Linked DNA regions of Arabidopsis thaliana: region 2 is linked to region 1. The links are chromatin contacts, called in public capture Hi-C maps. All regions are on one chromosome and are shown on one strand. The core of a region is the stretch at or near the end of the contact, and the rest is flanking DNA. Distances in the headings are between cores, read along the strand shown. Region 1 holds the start of AT4G01435. Region 2 holds the start of AT4G04085 (a long non-coding RNA gene).

Evidence for each region. Capture Hi-C pulls out chosen DNA fragments and counts their contacts.
Region 2: a capture Hi-C map of root shows a contact between it and region 1, with 4 times the contacts expected there. The contact joins the promoter of AT4G04085 here to the promoter of AT4G01435 in region 1. A contact is called at or near these places in 5 of 26 Hi-C or Micro-C datasets (cotyledon, leaf, root and 2 more) and 2 of 3 other capture datasets (root and seedling).

Annotation. Positions count from the first base shown.
Region 1 is chr4:588,766-594,642 of TAIR10.1, reverse strand. It overlaps AT4G01435, which reads left to right and starts at 2,051. Exons shown (of 2, transcript NM_001340314.1): 1 at 2,051-2,282; 2 at 2,377-2,818. The coding sequence starts at 2,097. The coding sequence ends at 2,385.
Region 2 is chr4:1,006,628-1,012,461 of TAIR10.1, reverse strand. AT4G04085 (a long non-coding RNA gene) reads right to left here and starts at 4,199. Exons shown (of 1, transcript NR_141775.1): 1 at 3,629-4,199. AT4G02300 (Plant invertase/pectin methylesterase inhibitor superfamily) reads left to right here. Exons shown (of 3, transcript NM_116463.2): 1 at 1-173; 2 at 780-940; 3 at 2,405-3,161. The coding sequence ends at 3,096.

The sequences.
Region 1 (5,877 bases), core at 802-3,301:
AAGATTTTATTTTTATTTTTGATTGGCTGATGAATTTATTTTTATTTTCTTAGCAGAGGAAAAGATTTTATATGTTTATGATTTGCAAATCTATATATTATGTGTCATGCATGTTTAAAATTTCATGACATGGCGATGACACATGACAGTTTCGAGAATGCTGACGACATTCATATGGAGAGGATTAACCAATTTTCATATATATTAGATAAAGATCCGTGTTATGCTGCAGAGTATTTTGATGAAATTGTGTTTGAGTTTCTAATAATCAAAGTACTAATCTTATTTAGTGTAAAGTCATAATCTATAACTTATTCTTCTTTTAAAAGAAACAAGAGGATTAGTTTTTTTCTTGTAGAGTTGATACGAAGTTGTTTTGAGTGGCATTTTTCGTTAATACTTATGTTGGAGACTATGAATTGTTATGAAATTTTACCATTGTCTTTTTTTATATAATTATATTTTAACCATTAGTCATATTAATTAGTTAAAACGTTAACTTATTTATTTATGTATGATTTATTTTTTAATTATTAAAAATATGACCAATAAATTGAAATTTCTTCTCTCTAGCGAGATAAAACATTACGTAGCGATGTTTCAAACTAAATTTGGCTTCATTACATCTTACAATTCCGACATTTTTATGTCTTCTAGTTGAACGAAAATATTGATGTGTCAGGTTTGAGAGACATGGGTTTTAGTTTAATTGTATTGATGATTTTCAAATAAATATTAATTTAAGGGAAAATTGGAAAAAAAGATATCTACAAAAAAATTTGATAACTGAAATCTATTAAAAGTATTTGTTATTTTATTGCTAAGATACTCAGAGTATCTTAACCAATGGAGATGTCCTTAGTGTTTTAATTACAATTTACATAATATGATATATACTAATTACCCCAAATAATCTTGTATATATCACTCGTCCGACAAACACATTGCTGAGACAGGTTTTTATGTCATTAACCAAACATTATTCAACTGGTTGAGTCGGTTAATAAAACTCAAGGTGCAGTTGGTTTATAAAACTCAAGTTTACGATCCTACTTAATAATGTTATTTTGGTAAATTATGTTGTCATTATAAAATCTAGTTATGTCGTTTAACAAGAAAAAGTATTATTTATGTCGTTTCTAACTTTTCATTTACAATTTTGTTTCTTTACGTTTTTCTTTGCCATTGATTTGATCATGTTGGCTTTTATCTTCTTTTGGAAAAGCAAAGGAAAGTTAAAGTCATATAAAGCTTTTATTTCTTTCAAGTAAAATTATAGCTAGTCGGCCAATCTGATTTTCTTCGAAAGTTAATGGGCTTATTAATATGTGCAGCACTAAATGATAGCACAATTTGCATATAAAATACATATGCCTTATGAGATAAACGAAGTGGCACTGGCATGACTTCGGTCGTATACCGGATTCAACAAGACACTTAAACATCTCGACAGTGATCGTTCGGAGACTATCATGTCCATTTTATCAAATTGACTTGTAAAAATAAGAGCAAATGCATTTTGTGATATAAATAATCAAATCAATATTTTATAACTCTTTTCATACACTATATCTTTTTTTTTTTTCAAAAATAAAAATAGTACATGTGTTGTATTTGAAAAAGATAATACATACTTTGTAGATCCATTATATTATGGGAAAAAACCTGAAAAAACCTCCATTTATTTTTAATTTGTCCGTTTAATACATGCGTTATTTAATTTGTCTGTTTAATACTTAAGTTAATTTTTATGTCCTTTAAAAACTTTCATTTTCTAAAATTTTGACAAAATCAGACGTCTAAAATAACGACCGTTAACAGTGGTAACGGAATCGCTAACCACAATTAAAATTTAACCCTATAATGTTTACTATTTATATACAATTGATTTTCTAATTGTTACGAATTTATTATCTTAGTCTAGTGGTTATGTGAGTATTTATTATTCGAATCACCCCGAGATCAAATCTCATGTCCAACCAATTCTTTGGATTTTTTTCCAGGATTTTTTTTCCCTTTGCTTCTTATTCTATGAAAACAAACGACGATAGTACTCTATCTTTCCAGATGAATCTCCTTCCCTATACAAAAGCCTCATGCCTCCTCGCTCTCTCGCAATTCACAAAGTTTCCAAACATCTAAAGTTTTCAATTTTACAATATTATCGCTATCATCTGCTTGATTCTCTGCAAAAAGAGAAGACTTTAACTGAGAAGAAGAAGAAGTCGTCTGATTTATTGAAGAAACTCTGCGAAACAAACTCAGTTCTCATATCGTTTAAGGTAAATAAGCGCAACATTCTTTTTTCAATTTGTGTGTTTGTCGATTGTATATGAAAGATGCTGAGATTAGGGTTTGTTTGTGTGTTTTTTTCAGGGATTTTAAAAGGCTAATCGAAGATGAATCCAGAAAAGTTCATACACAAAACAAACGAGACAATTGCTACAGCTCATGAGTTAGCTGTGAATGCAGGACATGCTCAATTCACTCCTTTGCATTTAGCTGGTGCTTTAATCTCTGACCCCACCGGTATATTCCTTCAAGCAATCTCTAGTGCCGATAGCGAGAACGCAACTCAATCGAAAACCTAATCTGATATGGGCCGCCGTCAGGTTTAAAAAAAAAAAAGACCAAAATATTGGAGGGGTGTGGTGATCGAACTCATGTTCACGAGAATAATAAAATCTCACATAACCAATGGACTAGGATAATATGTTCGTAATGACTAGAAAAACAATTGAATACAAGTAAACAAATATTATAGGGTTAAATTTTAACTGTGGTTAGCGATTTCGTTACCACTGTTAACGGCCGTTATCTTGGACGTCTGATTTTGCCAAAATTTTAAAAAATGAAAGTTTTTAAAGGACATAAAATTAACTTAAGTATTAAACAGACAAATTAAATAACGCAGATATTAAACGGACAAATTGAAAATAAATGGAGGTTTTTTCGGGTTTTTTTCCATCTTCTTATTATATAAAGTACAGTTTTGAAAGTTACTAACTCGCGAGATCATGACACATGACAATTTTATCAATCTTAGATGTTGACACGTGTCAAACAAAATATATAAAAAAAAACTGTATGGAAATATAAGAAAACTATATGTATTTTATTAAAGTTAAAAATAGAAATTGAAGACAAAAAAAGGCCAAATGTAAGTTACCAATTCTTAAGAAAAATGGAAAAAAATACTACTTTAATTTCTCCTTAAAAGATAATTATGGAAATTTATTAGAAAAAAACTAAATAAGATAATTATACAAAAATTATATGTATATTATTAGATAAAAATAGAAATTAGAAAAGCTGTCCTACTATATAATTCTAATTAAATTTACCAACTATTAAAAAAAAGGAAAATTTACAATTATTTATCAATTATAGAAGAAAAATGATTATATACATAATTCTACAAATCAAAAAGAATGTTTAGGATTATATACATAATTCTAAACAAAAAATATGTAAACATCCATCTCTATATAAACAAAGAGATAATCTCTTATTTTTTCACAAAAAACCCCTCAAAATCACTGTTTTTGCCTCAATGTTTTGTTTTTTGTTTTTTCTTGGTAAGTCAAACTTTAAACTTTTTTTCTGGGTGGTTGACTATAATACATGTACATTTATCATATTTATTTTCTAGGTTTACCCTGTTCTTATGCTATTAGAGTATTATTATATCATGCTTGCATTAGAAAATATTATTCTTCGTTGCTATTTAAATTTTCTTGGTACGTAAAAACTTTCTTCTGGGTTAATTAGTTAATATTTACTTATACGTTGACTATAATATGTATAGAACTGTTATATTTATTTTCTAAGTTGACACTGTTCTTACGCTATTAGAATATTATATAGACCTTACCTTAGAAACAATTATTAAGCGTTATTGTTTACATTTACTTATCTTCAATTCTTAAAAAAAAAATCAGAATAGCTATCATCAAAGATAACATAAAGACACAAGTTCAAGAAAGTGGGAACCAAGAAAAAAATAAAAAAATGAACTCATAAAAATAAAATTGCTCCTACTTGATGAAAAGGTAAATTTTAATACTTTAATCCTAAATATTCTTCAATTTATTAATCTTTTTTTAAAACAGAAAAATACAATTCAAGGTTCTATCCATCATTATCTTATTGAAAAGTTTGGAGCTCAATTATGTGAAGGAAACCTTATTGAAATTTGCAACTTCCATGTGCAATATGTTGAAATAAGAATTACAAGATCTCCGATCATAAATCTCAGATGATACTAACAGAAAAAATCACGATCCATCCATAAAATTATAGTATAAATAGGCGGGCCTTATGTGGATCACCACATAAACTAATTTCTTCATAAATACTCACAATTGACTCAAAATAATTATGAAAATATCATTTAAACAATGTCATTTAATAAAATAACATGTCATACTAAAAAATATAGGAGTAACATGTGATTGTTATGCAGGTGACGATATATAGTGACTGTTCATGGTTACAAAAGTGGTGATAGAAAAAATTAGTATAAGGGAAATATACCTTATTATATAATTAGTATGATATATTTTAGTTTCTCAAAGTTAGTAATTAATATTATCATGAATATTTATCAATCAAAGATTTTACCATATGTCATGATTTAAAGGGATTTAGTCAACGTTGATCAATCATCTCTATATTTTTAACGTGCCTAATTTAAAACCATTTTGAAATCATTCGCTAACTTTATGATGAATAATTTTAATTTTAGTTTTTCATATAAGTATATCAAAAGTTATTGCTATTTGATATACTTTTCATTCAAATAATTTGAGCAATTGCTATATGATATATTTTTCATTCAAATCATTTTTTATTCAATAATTTTAGTGGTAAAGGAAACAATACAATATTAAAAAAAAAATTACTTTTAAAAGATAATTTATACTTACAACATTGTTAATTATTATATTTTATTAAATTTGATTTTAGTGATAAAAAAATAAACCCGTCCATCAGACGGGTCCTTATCTAGTTATATTATATATGATCGTTTTTTTTTCTTCTAACTAAACATTAATTAGAAAAACAAAGTTTGACCAGTATAGTGCAATTAGAAGGGTATGTGTCTATTAAAAAAATGTTATTTGGCAGTAGCTTTAAATAATAGAATATAATTCTAACTAAAGTATATTGTCATTTATATAGTTAATTTATAGTTACTTTATCAAAATTAATTGTAACTGGTTCTTATATCTATAGTGTCTTCACTAACAAAGTTTGAAATCCAACATTATATGATTGAAGTTCTAAATATCATGTTATTCAAATTTTATAGATTTTCGAAAATAATATATCCTAAAAGATTTGGATGAGTATGGGGATTATATCCTTTGTCTTGTTAACTAGTCAAATCAATTAATTTTAATTAAATACGTATATACTAAATCATATATTCAAAAACATCGGAGCTAGATCAGGTTACACCAGACTCGATCTCGACTCTAGAACTTATTTCATATGTAAACTATACCCATGAAAAGATTTTAACATTTTACCGGCATATTAACATTTTTTCATTTGTCAAAAACAGAGCTCGTAAAATTTAAGAGAAATAAGTTAATACTTTTATATGTTCTTAAATCTTACGTTATTTACGCATTTTAGTCTCTTTCTCTTATGATTATAACCCAGTTTTTCATTTGTACAAACATAAACCAATAATAATGTTCATTACAGTTTTTGGATCAAAGTTGACACTCCCTGCAATTTAAATTAGTATCTAGAGTACCATCCAAAATTAGTGTATCCATCAGCCCAAGCCTAGCCCAACATTTCGGGCCGTTTAGTCTGATTAAGATGCGAGCCTTATCTCTTGAAAGGGAGCAATGAAGCGACATT
Region 2 (5,834 bases), core at 2,950-5,449, 420 kb before region 1:
TCATCAGAAGTTGACGTTGAGTACCCGAGTTGGCTCTCAGAGAATGACCAGAGACTCCTTGAGGCTCCGGTACAAGAGACCAATTACAATCTCTCGGTGGCGATTGATGGTACCGGAAACTTCACAACCATTAATGATGCCGTCTTTGCTGCTCCCAACATGAGCGAAACTAGGTACGTACATAAATCTTAATTTAATGTAGTCAAGTATCAACGTTAACATTTGAAAAAAACTAATTACAAAGATGGTAATACCTAGTGATGTTGATATGATTTAACAATATTTACCGATCATATAGTATATGTTGAATATAACAATTTTGTTCATTTAATTTACTTATATATATATATATATATATAGTTTTTGTTGATACTTGACTACATTAAATTAAGATCATATAGTTATGTTGAATAGCACAATTTTGTTCATTTAATTTACTTTTATATATTTTTTGTTGATACTTGACTACATTAAATTAAGATCATATAGTTATGTTGAATATCACAATTTTGTTCATTTATTTACTTTTATATATTTTTTGTTGATACTTGACTACATTAAATTAAGATCATATAGTTATGTTGAATATCACAATTTTGACCGATCATATATTGTTTATTCACTTTGTTGGATTATTAATTTCGTCATTCTATTCCGTATGCATGTGATTTTATTAGTAATTCTGCAGAAGAATTCTCAATACTTTCGCGATATTCCGTATATGTCCAGTACCATTATTTATAAATCTAATATGCACATAATATTTTTTTTTTGGGTAGATTTATTATCTATATAAAAGGTGGGGAATATTTTGAGAACGTCGAATTACCTAAGAAGAAGACAATGATAATGTTTATCGGAGATGGTATCGGAAAAACAGTCATAAAAGCAAACCGCAGCCGCATTGATGGATGGTCAACATTTCAAACTCCTACCGTAGGTTTGTCTCTGAATCCCTTGGTTTTGTAGTGCTAAACATGATTTACTTAGCTAATCTTAAATCTCAATCATGTCTTAAGAAACTATATAAGGCCATTTGTCGTAACGAGGAGAGATGAATCCGGTCTATAGCATGGATTTGATTGGGTCTTATAAATTATTTAATCTAATGGAACTCTAAAATTTATTAGTTCTTGAAGAAATAAATTGTCGGAAAAATGAAAGAAATACTATGTTTTAGTTTCATTTAGTTTTATAAAGATAGTAGATTTTAACCCGCTATACATTTTGGGATTATATTTATTAAAAAAATAAAAATTTAATTTGTTTAATAGATTAAAAATATATATGGTTTAATGTTTTGTATTTTTTAAATGTACAACACTTATATCTATTTCTATATTATTTAGTGTACAATTAATATGTTTGATTTTTACTAGTTAAAACTATAGCAACAATAACATATAGTTCATTAAGTTAAAATGTAAATTATAACTAAATTAACTTAAAATTTAATTATATTTGTTTTGTTAATATTTTCTGTTTTGTTTGGTGTTTTAGATAATAGAATTATTATTTTATTGTTATATTTATGATTTCACCTATAGTATAACATCTAATATTACTATCGACTCAAACCCGTCATACCATCTAACCCCGTTCAGTGAAATTAAACATTATTTTGTTATTTATTCTTAATAATACTTTAATTTAAAAGATATATAATTCAAATCAATTTAAAAGTTTTCTATCAAATGGTTATTTAATTGTTATAAAGTTCACATGTTATTAATATTCTAAATCCGTCTAACCATCTAACCCCATTCGGTGAAACTAAACATTATTTTGTTATACTTTTTTTTAACAATACTTTTCTTAAAAGATTATTAATTCAAATCAATTTTTTTAAAATGGTTATTTAATTTGTATATTATTTAATTTGTATAGATTTCACATATTATAAATATTCTAAACGTTTTTCCGTCAAATTTTCTAAAAGTTTAATAAACTTTAAATAATTATAATATTTAACCTTTAAAAAAGTATAATATTAATAATGTCCTAATTTTTTTTTTTAAGTAATTAGAATCGATGGAGATATATTAGATAAAGAAATATTAGTAGTGAGGAATATTAATTAATTGATAAGAATTAATTCATTGTAAAGAAATTCCAACTTGAATATATATTTGATAAAAGTGCATATGTAAATAGACCATGTTGTTCAATCCAAATATAATACACATTTTTAGAAATTGCTTGTTAGAACATGATATATATACTCATCTAAAGATGGGCTTAGACCAAATTACATCTTGAGCCCAAATAAAAATCCATTTTCTGTTTTTATCTACACAAATCCACCCTAAAGATTTATCCACATCAAATATATTTTCATACATTTCTTCTGTGTTTTTTTTCTACCTTCCTAAAAGTATTAATTATGACATAATTGTTTATGCAGGCGTGAAAGGTAAAGGCTACATAGCAAAGGACATATCATTCGTGAATTCTGCAGGACCGGCCAAAGCACAGGCTGTGGCCTTTCGAAGCGGCTCTGATCACTCTGCCTTTTACCGTTGTGAGTTCGATGGTTACCAAGACACCCTTTATGTTCATTCAGCCAAACAATTTTATCGAGAATGCGATATATATGGTACAATCGATTTCATATTCGGCAATGCGGCTGTTGTGTTCCAGAATAGTAGTCTTTATGCTCGTAAACCTAATCCTGGACATAAAATTGCATTCACCGCTCAAAGCCGCAATCAGTCGGACCAGCCCACGGGTATATCTATACTTAATTGTAGAATCTTGGCCGCACCTGATTTGATCCCTGTGAAAGAAAACTTCAAGGCGTACTTAGGTCGACCATGGAGAAAATATTCTAGGACGGTTATCATAAAATCATTTATTGATGATCTTATACATCCCGCTGGATGGTTGGAGGGGAAAAAAGATTTTGCACTTGAAACTTTATATTATGGAGAGTATATGAATGAAGGGCCTGGGGCAAACATGGCAAAGCGAGTCACATGGCCTGGTTTTAGACGCATCGAAAACCAAACGGAGGCTACCCAATTCACAGTCGGTCCATTTATCGACGGTAGCACATGGCTAAATTCAACTGGCATCCCTTTTAGTCTTGGTTTCTAATCGTTAAATTTGATAATAATGAAGCAATCTGTTGTAACAATCATATATTGTATCGTAAACATTGGACTTAAACTTAAAATGTTTTTTGTCAACATTCTTGTTAAGTTTTATTGCATGCATAGTATTGGTGTAGTACTGTTTTAAAGCTGCCTTGGATTCAATGCGACATGAGTATGTAAATATAGCTATGGCTAGTCTATCGATATTGTGGCATAGCTATATTTACTTAGCCATGTGGATTCAAAGGTCGAATTACCAAGTGAGATTTTGTATATTGTGGCAGATTAATTGAGTTCTTAATTTCAGTCTGATATTTTGAGTGAATATGATAGAGAAAAATATGGTAGAATTTAAAGTATTAAACTAGTTAAATGAAAAAAATTATATTAGAATTTGGTCAAAGAAACTTATTTATTTGTCCACATGTGTAATTTAATATTTCCGATGAAATTTGTAGCCTTTACCATCTGTTTTCTAGGTTGTTCAATAATGGAAAGACTTTTACAGTGAAGCAGAAAAAGGAGAATAAGAACATGAATCCAAAGTTCGGTTTTTATATTTTTCCTCTTTATATCGTGTTGTTTTGTTTTGGAGGGTCATAATGCATGTGGAATCATCACAGAAGCGCACATGATAAGTACGACATTCCCATCCTCTCCATTATTATTATTCAACGCCACTCTTTATACTTATACATATACAAACATACATTGATATCCATTTTATACATATATCACTATATTTCTCACAAATTTTAAACAACAATATCCACATGTGATTAGCTTACTCGACGAGTAGAAATATAAGGAGTTTTCTTCGGCAAAGAAAGAAAAGCTAAGTCTTATGATTCATTCTTCAATAGTCGGGAAACAATTATTTGGCATCTGGAATGGGGACTGTTGTGCGAGGACGCACTCATGGGAATATCTTGGAGGTTGAGTCGCGATTCGAATATGCGAGAATGCCTACTATGGTAGACGGATAAGCATATCATGAAACAGAACACGGTCATGTAATGAGGGGGACAAAAATGGAAGATCATTTTAGAGTAAGAAGTAGAAGTATGGCCGTGTGATCAAACCTAAGGGTTGAATCACCATGACAATAGTACGTACATAACTATAATAATTTTCATAAAACGTTTAATTTACTTGTGTATGGACGACAAATTTTAAAATTATGTAGAATAAAAAAAGAAGGAAAAATGACGAAATCTTATATATATATATAGACATGATGTCTTCCATGCTTAATGTTTTGGCTCAAAATGCATCAATTTTTATTTTATTTTTCACTTGTTAATATTAAGGTAAAGTGTATATATCTCATTGCTAGCCTTAGCATCCTTGTTGGGTTTTGGACGTTTCTTCATGCAGACTAAACTTCTGAAAATATTCACTAATAACACTAAAGCAATGTTGTGTTAAAAAAGAAAAAAAATTGTTGTGTTAAGATTTCATTGGCTATAAATTACGTACAACTAAAATTATTAAATAAACACATATTTTTAATTTTTGTTTATATTATAAACTTAATGATGGATTATACTCGCATATGGGATTCATATATAATAGATGGCTCAGCCCGAAAGGCAATGAAACATTCCAAAAGTTTGTATTCACAAATCACAATCTATGAAAAAAGAACAATTGCATTTCCTAAAGATTGAACATGTAAACATGCTGCACAAGAAGTCAAGAAATTCATTAATGAGAATCAAATGCTTTACTATCAATAATGATTAATTGCTATAAAAAATGTGCTACAGGTAAATTAAAAGGATTTGATTGATTCTGTCTTTCATCAAATTTGTTTTATTATAAAGAAAAAGACAAATATTTGAGACCCTAATTAAAAATCTAAAACAGTTTAACTTTGAGTCTCTTGACAAATTTTTAAAGTTATAGGATGCTCGCATGCTTTCCTTTGCCGTGAGTTGGAGAAAATCAAAAGATCATCTCATTTTGTATCTCCCCATACACTTTCAGTAAATGTTTGAATGTATTCATAAATGTTTTCGGCACAAATTAAGCCAAAACCAAACTACAGTTCGACACCATGTTGTAATTTTGTCGATAACAAATTCAAACTTTCGATTATGTCTTGTTTCATTTGGCTCTCCAGACGAGGATTTACCATATTTGGAAAGAAAAGAATGCACATTGACGTCTACAAGATCACTATCCGATTGTCCAACCTCGCTCACAATTTTCTGAATACTAGGAGGTTATGGCCAAAATCCGTAATCCTTCCAAGCGCGAAACCACAACATATAATATTAATTTCGTTTTAAACGTCATTCGAACCGACGACCTCTAAGCTTTACCTATTATCTTTACCAGTTGAGATAACGATACTTGGTCTCGCTCAAATTATTAAAAATATTGTTCGAGACCATTTTGTCTATCTCCACTATCCCGAAACAAGCAAATAACTACTTCTAGTTCAATTTGTAAATATCAAATATCAAATTTGAAACAGTTTAAAGTTTGGAACTTGTGAGAATATAGAAAATTGTCTAGATAAAGTGAAGCAGTATTTACCTGTGATATAATTTGGGCCCTCGACATTTAGTATAATTTTCCGTAAATCAAGTGATTGGCTTGCCGATAAGTTATGACAATCATTGCTGTAACGCTTTTACCGTACATTATTATTCAAATAATTGTAACCTTTTCTTAGCAGAACGCATAACAATTTCTAATTAGCGATCATATATTACGGATTCGACTATAAAG